Regions from separate parts of the Pan troglodytes genome. Here all the other regions are linked to region 3. The links are chromatin contacts, called in public HiChIP or PLAC-seq maps. All regions are on one chromosome and are shown on one strand. Each heading gives the region's core, a stretch centred on a gene start, on an enhancer-like site or on the middle of the called end of the contact. The rest is flanking DNA. Distances are from core to core; before and after follow the strand shown.

Region 1 (2,700 bases), core at 9-2,508, 250 kb after region 3:
AGTGGGGAGGCATGCAAGCATATGCCGGGAGGAACTCTAGACGCACAGGTGCATTTCATAAACATGCCTCTTCATACAATGCACTATCAGAAAATGGCGGCGATTCTCTTCTACGGGTCGGGAGTGGAGCATATAATGATGTATTAATGATCTAAAAGTAACAAGGGGTGGCTGGTTCTGGTTTTCTCTGGTTCCTAGTAGGACTTATCTTTCTCTGGTACTTGGCAAAGGGCAGTGAGGCACCCGGGCCAACCGCAGTTGTTTTAAGCTGGGTTACCTATAGATAAAGAGACGAGGAAAAAATCAAACAAACAAAACGGTTTAAAAAACAATGAGCATTTTCAGCTGTCTACTGTTTAAGAAAATAATGAGCTCTCAGTTTTGCCCTCTGAGCGATTTCTCCAGGACTGCCCTGGTAACACTACTACTCAACAGTTTTGTGCTTTGCGCAGTTACTTGACCTCCCTGGGCCTCGGTTTCCCCACCCATAAAGTGGGGATAACAGTACCTATTTCATCAGGTGGTGGGGACGATTTAAAATGGTTAATAATGTGCAGTTCTTTAAAGTGTCTGGCTCAGAATAAGCACCATACACGTTAGGGGGAAAAACAGCAGCCGGATGTGAGGCCCTCCCCAATTTCGTTACTCCATAAACCTCTGAGTTGCTGGTAACACCTGCAGGAGTGAGAAGGGCCTCAATATGGGCTGAATTTCCAGCCAAACTGTGGGAAGTGGCTGAGATTTTAGGTAGGCAAAAAATGTTAATGTAACATTTTTGGCTCCCAAGTTCTCAGACCACTTACTTCCCTTTCTAGTCCACTGACATGCCCGCAAGCAATTCCATTCTGCCAAGTGGTGCTGGTGGCAAGCTGGAATCCAAGAAAAAGGAAAGACTCCGATTTTAAGGGAACGGGGACATGCGGAGCCACGTGAGTCACCGGGTCCCAGAGCCACGGAAGGCTCTCAGCTCAGCAGTCAGAGTGCACTCGTCATTGCGTTCGAGGTTAGGTGGCCTAGCCTGGGAACCAACTCACCGTCATTTGAAATCGTTTCAGGGAAAATGACCCTAACATTTAAAATCCTCTCTCCTGAAGTTGTGTGGTCCAGCCGTTTGCTGAAGGAGGAAGCAAAGCCGGTAGTAACTCACTACATATTTGGGCAGTGGAATGAACCCTGGAAGCTGACAAAGTCGAAGCAAGTCACTGCGCCGCCCCCACCCCCACCCCAAATAAAAACAGAGAGACAATCCTTCAATTATAAAGAAGACCACGGCGCCCGGGTCTCCGGCAGGGGCCGCTGCAGCCGAGCAGAACGCTGAGCCGCTCCGCCCCACGGCCTCCTCTCCAGCCGGCGCGCCCGCCTCCCGCAGGTGCGTCTCTGCCTGCGCCGGGCCGGGGTCTCCGCGGCCTCTCCCGCTCGGGCTCCGGCTTCGAGGCCCCGACCAAGCACTGCTCTCGCGGGACTGCGCGCACCGCCCAGGGCCTGCCGCGGGCTCGCGAGCGGAGGTGGCACCGGTCCGCGGTGCGCATGCGCGGCCCGGCCTCTGCCCTGCGGTCCCTGACTGGTGACTGGCTAGCGGTTGGAGGAAGGGATGTGGGGGATGGTGGGTGGGTACAGAGAGCTGGGAGGGAGGCACCCCGGGGGGCGGGGCGTGGGAGACTGTCTTCGGGGGCGCGAGCTGCCCCAGGTGAGCCGTGGCTCAGGTCCGGAGCGCGGTCGGGACACAGCGCTTCTAGGAGAAAGCCTGGAAGGCGCTCCGGGGGTACCCAGAACTCTTAGCGGGCCGGCAGCATGTGCGGGGCCCAAGGTCTTCCGGGCTCTGCGTGGGGGTCGTTGCGGCTGGAGACCAGGGAGGGGGATGGAAACGGGCTTGGAAAGTAATCCCACCCGAGCAGGTGGGCATGGGAGGCCGCTGTGCTGGGGAGCCCCGCGAGGGCTCCGAACGGAGCCTCCCTTTTCAGAAAGGTCACCCTGGTCATTGCAGCTGCCAGGGTGACCGAGGAAGGTGGCCGGGGTGGAGGCAGTGGGCGTGGAGAGGGGTCGGATTCCGGACGTAGTTTGAAGGTGGAGCCGTCAGGTTCTGCTGAGCAGCTTGGCTATGGGGCGTGCGAGAAGGGAAGGCTCAGGGCCTAGTCCCTGGGCACGAGTAGCAGCCGGAAGGATGAAGTCCCAGTGCTTCGGGAGGAGGCGGCTTGAGGACGGCTCTGGAGCTCAGGCTTGCCCGCGTGGAGTGGAAGCTGCCTCTTGGACACGGGGCGGGGAGGCCGCATGCAGTCTGGAGCGCTGGGAGGATGGGAGATCCAGAGGGGCAGGGCTGGAGGGGTAGGAGGAAAACCTGAAGAGGGTGGCGCCCGGAAGCCCGGGAAAGTGATGAACTGGGTCAGAGGCCGGGTATCAACAAATAGGAGGGTGGAGACGACCTTGAGGAAAGCAGGTGATGGAACGGGAGGGAATGGGGCCCCCTAGTGGAGACACCTGGGAGTGATGTATTGCATTTATTTAGCTCTTAGGCGTTCAAAAATTATTTATTGGGAGCCTGTACAACTTTTTGCAGTTCATTGCATTATCCTTAGCATGTATTTTGTTTTATATAAATATGTATATTGATATAATTATTTTTATTGACAAATTTATATATTTATAGCGTACAGTGTAATGTTTTGATATACGTATACATTGTAGAAAGATTAAATCAAGCTA
Region 2 (2,700 bases), core at 172-2,671, 160 kb after region 3:
TCTTCTCGCGGAGCACCCTATCCCCTATTATCGGCATCTGATCTTCCTAGTTCGGATCCCCGGAACACACGCCTTCTCCAGCCTGCAATCTACACACGTGGGGAAGCGCGTCCAAGTGGTGCCAGGAGGCAGGAGGGAAGCGCAAAGGTGGGGAAGGCCGGGGACGAGGAAGGAGGGAACTCTGAATTGGATCTGGGATCTCAGATCCCCGGGGCAGCGTAGATGCAGGGTAAGCTTCTGGGATGCGGAGAGGGAAAGGCAGGGGGGAAGGAACCCAGAGAAGGTTAAAGGGCGGGGGTGGGACGGAGGATGCGGGGTAGGGGTCGCTCACCTAGGGTTTTGACAGCGATCTGTCTGGTGAGGGGCGGCGGCAGGTTAATGCACACCAAGTCCACGTCCTGATGCAGCAGCACCTCATCAATGCGGCTAGTGTAGAAGGGGACACTCATCTCCTTGGCCAGCTCCTCCGCTTCTTCCTGCGTGCGGCCCCACAGCGCCTTCACCGCGAAGCCCTCGTCTTTCAGCAGCGGGATGATGACACGGGCCGTGAGGCTGGTGCCGAACACGCCCACCCCGGGAAGCATGGCTGCTCAGAGCCGCCTGGTTCTGCTTCTGCTCGGATCTCCAGTCCAACGCGCGCACACACCCACCTCTAGCCAGTCCTGCACCCCGCTCCTGTAGCCAATCTAGCCGCGGTGCGCCAGCCGCCGTGCACCGGGCAAGGCGCCCGGGTGCCCAGAGCGCACCGAGCTGCAGGCGGAGCAAGCTCGGGGCGCCTCAGAACGGTGACTGCGGCAGTGTCCGCCACGCGGGGCTCGCGTCCTTCCCGGAGTCGGCGGCAGGGACCCCTCCAGGGCGCCGGAGGCTTCGAAGCCCCCTGGAGCCCCGGCTCAGGCTGCGCTCCCGCGGCAGCGCCAGTCCGCTGCGTGCGCCCCGCCAAGGCCGCTCCATGGCCGGCTCATCCCCGCGGCCGCGCCGCCGCAGCCCGGGACCGGCTCTCTCCCGCGTCGTTTGCGCAGCCGGCGAATCGCACAGACAAACGTCTACACCCTGCCAAAGCACGGAACCGCTCCGCGGGGGAGTCTCCTTTCTCCCTAGCTCTCCGTTGGGAATGAAATAATCCCGCGGCCGCCAGGAGGCCGGCTAAGGATGCGGCCCGGAGCGCGCCGGACTGGGATCCCGAGCTGCAGCGCGGCAGCGGCGGCCACGACCCGGCGCCAGCCTCCTCATTCTGCTGCCATGTTCGCTCGCCTCGCGGCTCGGGCGGCCTCGGCCCCAGGCCGGCTCAGGCTCCGGGATCCCGCGGGGACGAGGGCGGAGTTGGCGAGTTTGGCTGTCAGCGGCCGGTGTTCCTGCACCGCCCTCGCTGCAGCGCCGCGCGCCATTGGCCGCCGCGCGCCGCCCCCGCCCCCGCCGCCGCCAGCTCCGGGTGCGCGCTGCGCCCGGGCCCCGGGAGCCCAGCCCGGCTCCTCCCCGGCCCCGCCTCGCCCGCCTCGCCCGCCTCCTGCCCCTCCGCTTCTTCCCTTTCTTTGCCCTCACCATCTCCTTCTCTTCCCTGCTTCACTCCAAACCCCGCCCCAAGCAAGCAAATACATCTATCCAGGCAGGGCGCGCCCTAATAGGTTAGTCGGCTGTCCCTTGGAAGAGAGCAGTGGGCGCCTTGGCCTGGGGTAGGTGAGGGGACCCGGCGAGGTGCGAACAGCCGGTAATAATAACCTCGGCTCCCGGAGCGTTTCTTGCGTGCTGAGCATCATACTAACGCCTTTCCAGGTATTGTCCCTTTTAGTCCTCGCAGCAACCTAAGGTTATTGGAAACCCATTTTACCAGTGATGTGAATGAGCCGCAATGAAGGCTAAGGGACTTGCGCAAGGTGACATATATAAGCAACAGGCCTGCGATTGGAATCCAGGCCCCAGAGTCTGGGCACGGAACCGCAGACTTCTACGGTCTCCTTCCAAGCTAGCCTGCTCCAATCGCGCGCCCCCGCTCCGGCCGCGCACGCACGGTTCAGCCGCCTTCTTCCAAGACAGTCCAGTCTTGGCGGGCTCCCATCTGCCTCCCACCTCCCCCGCCCCTAGGTCCATGCCCGCCCCCGCGTAGACGCTGTGGTGTGGACGGCCGCAGCGGGGCAGGGGGTCTCCGAGGCCGCTGCGGCACGTGCGTCTCGTGTCTAGTTTCGAGACGGATATGTCGCCCTGGCCACATGCCACGCCCGCCTCTTGCTTCGGCTCCTGTTGCCGTCGCCACTTACCGCAGCCTTTACTTCTCCCAGCTTGCCCCCACCTCCACCACCCTGCACCCTTCCCAGGCCCTCGAGGGGGCACTGAGGAGGACTGGCCAAGGCTGGCCCCGCACCTCTGGAGCCATGGGGACTCTGCGTCTGTCTGGTTTTCCGCCATATCCTTGGCACCTGGCACACTGCCTTGCCCTGTATGTAGTAGGCGCTCAATAAACATTTGCTAAATAAATGAATGCATATTCATCGAATGCCCGCTTCGCACCCATTTGGTGCCGGGAGAGGGGACTAAAAAGTGAAAGGCACGTCTTCTAGCTGAAGGTCTCTGGAGAGGTCATGGGTCAGGTCATGTTCATCTCCTGTCTTCAGCACTGGGCTCAATGTAGCACATGGTCTGCCGCAACACGAGTGGAAAACGTGATACTTGCAAGAGTTTAAAACAACTTGTAACAACTGGCAGTGA
Region 3 (2,700 bases), core at 2-2,501:
ATTCTGTAGCTATTATAAATGCGCAAAGAAAAAAAATAAGTGAAATGGAAGCCAGGCAAGATACGTCAAACAAATTATACTCAAACAGTATACACTATGATTTCATTTTTTGTTTTTTACAAATTTTATGTATTTTAAAACTTAACACTCTATTCCAAAATGTTAGCAATGGTTATCTTTAGATAGTAGGATTCTAGATGATTTTAATTTCCTTTCTTTTGCTTAGCTACGTTTTTTTAAATGGGCATTTTGTAAAATGAAAAATTAAGTTATATAAAAGTAAAAAGCCACGAGTTCCTCACTTATCTTTCTTTTAAACACAATTCTATTAAGTGTAGCTATCGAAATTCAAAACCCACAACAAATAAATCGCATTAAATTATAACTAGAAGAGGGTAAAGAATGTAGCCAATTGACAGTGATCCCAAAGTCAGAGTTGAAGACGGAAAAACGATTTAAAAAAAAGACCAAGTTAGATTTGGCGTTTCAAGAACAGAAAAGATCTGATGCATTTCCCAAAAACCACTGCACTGCCTCACCCAAATGCTTCCAGCGTCTGTGCACAAGAGTAAATCTTTAGGTTTAAAAATCCTGCGACGTCCCCAGTGAGCAGGGGAGGGCTTCCTTCCTTATTGAAAAGATATCCTCTGAACCGATTCAGTCACAGGAAAGATTAGGATTCGTTTAGAAAATGAAATGCTAAAGCTTTCGGGAGCAGATGTCTTAAAAATAAAAAAGTCAGCAGCATAAAACGCGTAATGAGTGTGGGGATTTATTTTTTTAAAGCATTCAAACAGCTGCATGACGATTTGGTCGGTCCCTGTTGTCTAAGGACACCCATTCTTAGATTGCACTACAATGACAAAGGCGTCCTCTAGGAGGAAATGCTGCAAATAATATCTCCTGCCCATGCGCGTCCACCTGATGGGAAAAGTAAAAACACCCTGGTCCAAGACCCCAGGTCCCATTCTCTCTATGATGGATGCTTCACCTCTAGTAGTGCAAACACACCCGGCTTGAGACTAAGTGGTCCGGGAGAAGCAGAGGAAGCCGTGCCCTGTGCGCTGACCGACCGCCGGGCAGGCGGGCACCGTTGGGGCCCAGGGCCAGGAGGGACGAGTCCTGCAGGAAGGAGGGAGGCGGCGGGGCACCTGGGACAACCGCGCGCGCCCCGACGGCCCGGGAGACAAAACTCAGCGCCGCTGCCGCCGCCGCCGGACGTGACATCAACTCCAGGTCGCGGGGCGGGCGCGGGGCGGGCGCGGGGCGGGCGCGGGGCGGGCGCGGGGCGGGCGCGGGGCGGGCGCGGGGCGGGCGCGGGGCGGGCGCGGGGCGGGCGCGGGGCGGGCGCGGGGCGGGCGCATGCGCAGAGGGCGCGGGCAGGAAGCTCCACCCTCACTCCGGGAAGCTCTGGCTTCGTTTGTGAAACCCGACGGGATGAAGGGCTAGGCTCGCCTCCAGAGTAGTGTAGTTTCTCCCGCCATGGGCACCCGGCCCCTTGCTACCCCGCAAAATCTCGCGACCATTTACTCCGGCCATCCGAAGGCGCGTGCCTGGGTTGCACTCCCGTGTCCGGCCCTCGAGGTTCTTGCCTAGGGAAGACCTGAGCCCTAGGGCCGTACTTAAGCTGCCTGCGTGCAGGACCCGGGTTTTGCTTTTGCTAATTTCCTCCCCACCCCAGGTATGTGGGAATAAATGAAGACCATCCGAATGAGAAGAAAAAAGGCAGGCAGAGGAGTGCAAGTCTGATTTAGAGCAGGCAGGCTCCCTGGGTTGGTTATTGTAGGTAACTGACTGGTTTTCTGGGCAGGTTGCTGCAGGTTGTGGATTGGAGGTCTATTTTTATATTAGATTTGGCCATTGTCTTAGTATATTCAGCCTCTCAGGTAAAACACTGTAACATAGGAGAAAAATGAACGTGTTTTTTTTTTTTTTAAAGATGTGCTAAATGCAAGCTCCTAATTTGTTATTAGTAGGTCTAACAGAACAGAGTTACTCTTTAAAGTAGCTACTAACGCTTACAAATGCTTTCTATTTCTGTGCTTGCCTCCCTGGTCCTCGGGCTGGCTGAGCAGCAGTGCCCAAGTAGGTTTTTAAACCGCCAGGGTTTGAGAGAAATCCCCAATGATGGGTATCGTCCCTTTGAAAGTTCAAATCTCTACCAAATAAGCCACACGGATGCCAAGCTTTGAAGGAAACTTAGGACTATCAACAGTGCAGAAGTCCAGTTATAGTGCAGACAAATGTGTGTATAATGGCTAGACAGAACTTAAAAATGAAGAAACGTGTGGTGGTTGAACTCAAACACTGATGCCCCTCCCCACCCCCTTACCACCACCATCTTTAGTTCCTCAGTACTGGGGTACTAAACCTTACTTGGGTAGTGTTCACATGAGTAAGCAGAGTTCTTCAAGTTACCTTAGACAAGTTCCATTTACTTCATCTAAACCTTGGGCCGGTCACTAACTTTTATAATTTCCTTTTCTTGTCTTTAAAATCATCACCAGGGCTGGGCGCCGTGGCTCATGCCGGTAATCCCAGCACTTTGGGAGGCCGAGGCAGGCGGATCACCTGAGGTCAGGAGTTCGAGACCAGCCTGGCCAACATGGTGAAACCCTGTCTCTAGTAAAAATACAAAATTAGCTGGGTGTGATGGCACACACTTGTAATCCCAGCTATTCTGGAGGCTGAGGCAGGAGA

Evidence for each region. HiChIP or PLAC-seq counts read pairs in DNA pulled down with a chosen protein or histone mark.
Region 1: an H3K4me3 HiChIP or PLAC-seq map of stem cell-derived excitatory neurons shows a contact between it and region 3, with 4 times the contacts expected there. The contact joins the promoter of SIRT5 here to the promoter of TBC1D7 in region 3. A contact is called at or near these places in 1 of 1 datasets of contacts at active chromatin or transcription factors (stem cell-derived excitatory neurons) and 1 of 1 other capture datasets (stem cell-derived neural stem cells).
Region 2: an H3K4me3 HiChIP or PLAC-seq map of stem cell-derived excitatory neurons shows a contact between it and region 3, with 2.6 times the contacts expected there. The contact joins the promoter of GFOD1 here to the promoter of TBC1D7 in region 3. A contact is called at or near these places in 1 of 7 Hi-C or Micro-C datasets (stem cell-derived neural progenitor cells) and 1 of 1 datasets of contacts at active chromatin or transcription factors (stem cell-derived excitatory neurons).

Annotation. Positions count from the first base shown.
Region 1 is chr5:19,524,606-19,527,305 of NHGRI_mPanTro3-v2.0_pri, forward strand. SIRT5 (sirtuin 5) reads left to right here and starts at 1,259. Exons shown (of 10, transcript XM_009450542.5): 1 at 1,259-1,369. It overlaps LOC107975063 (a long non-coding RNA gene), which reads right to left and starts at 1,290. Exons shown (of 2, transcript XR_001718268.4): 1 at 1,035-1,290; 2 at 1-277.
Region 2 is chr5:19,437,584-19,440,283 of NHGRI_mPanTro3-v2.0_pri, forward strand. It overlaps GFOD1 (Gfo/Idh/MocA-like oxidoreductase domain containing 1), which reads right to left and starts at 1,422. Exons shown (of 2, transcript XM_016954922.4): 1 at 332-1,422. The coding sequence starts at 584.
Region 3 is chr5:19,279,354-19,282,053 of NHGRI_mPanTro3-v2.0_pri, forward strand. It overlaps TBC1D7 (TBC1 domain family member 7), which reads right to left and starts at 1,252. Exons shown (of 8, transcript XM_063812102.1): 1 at 992-1,252.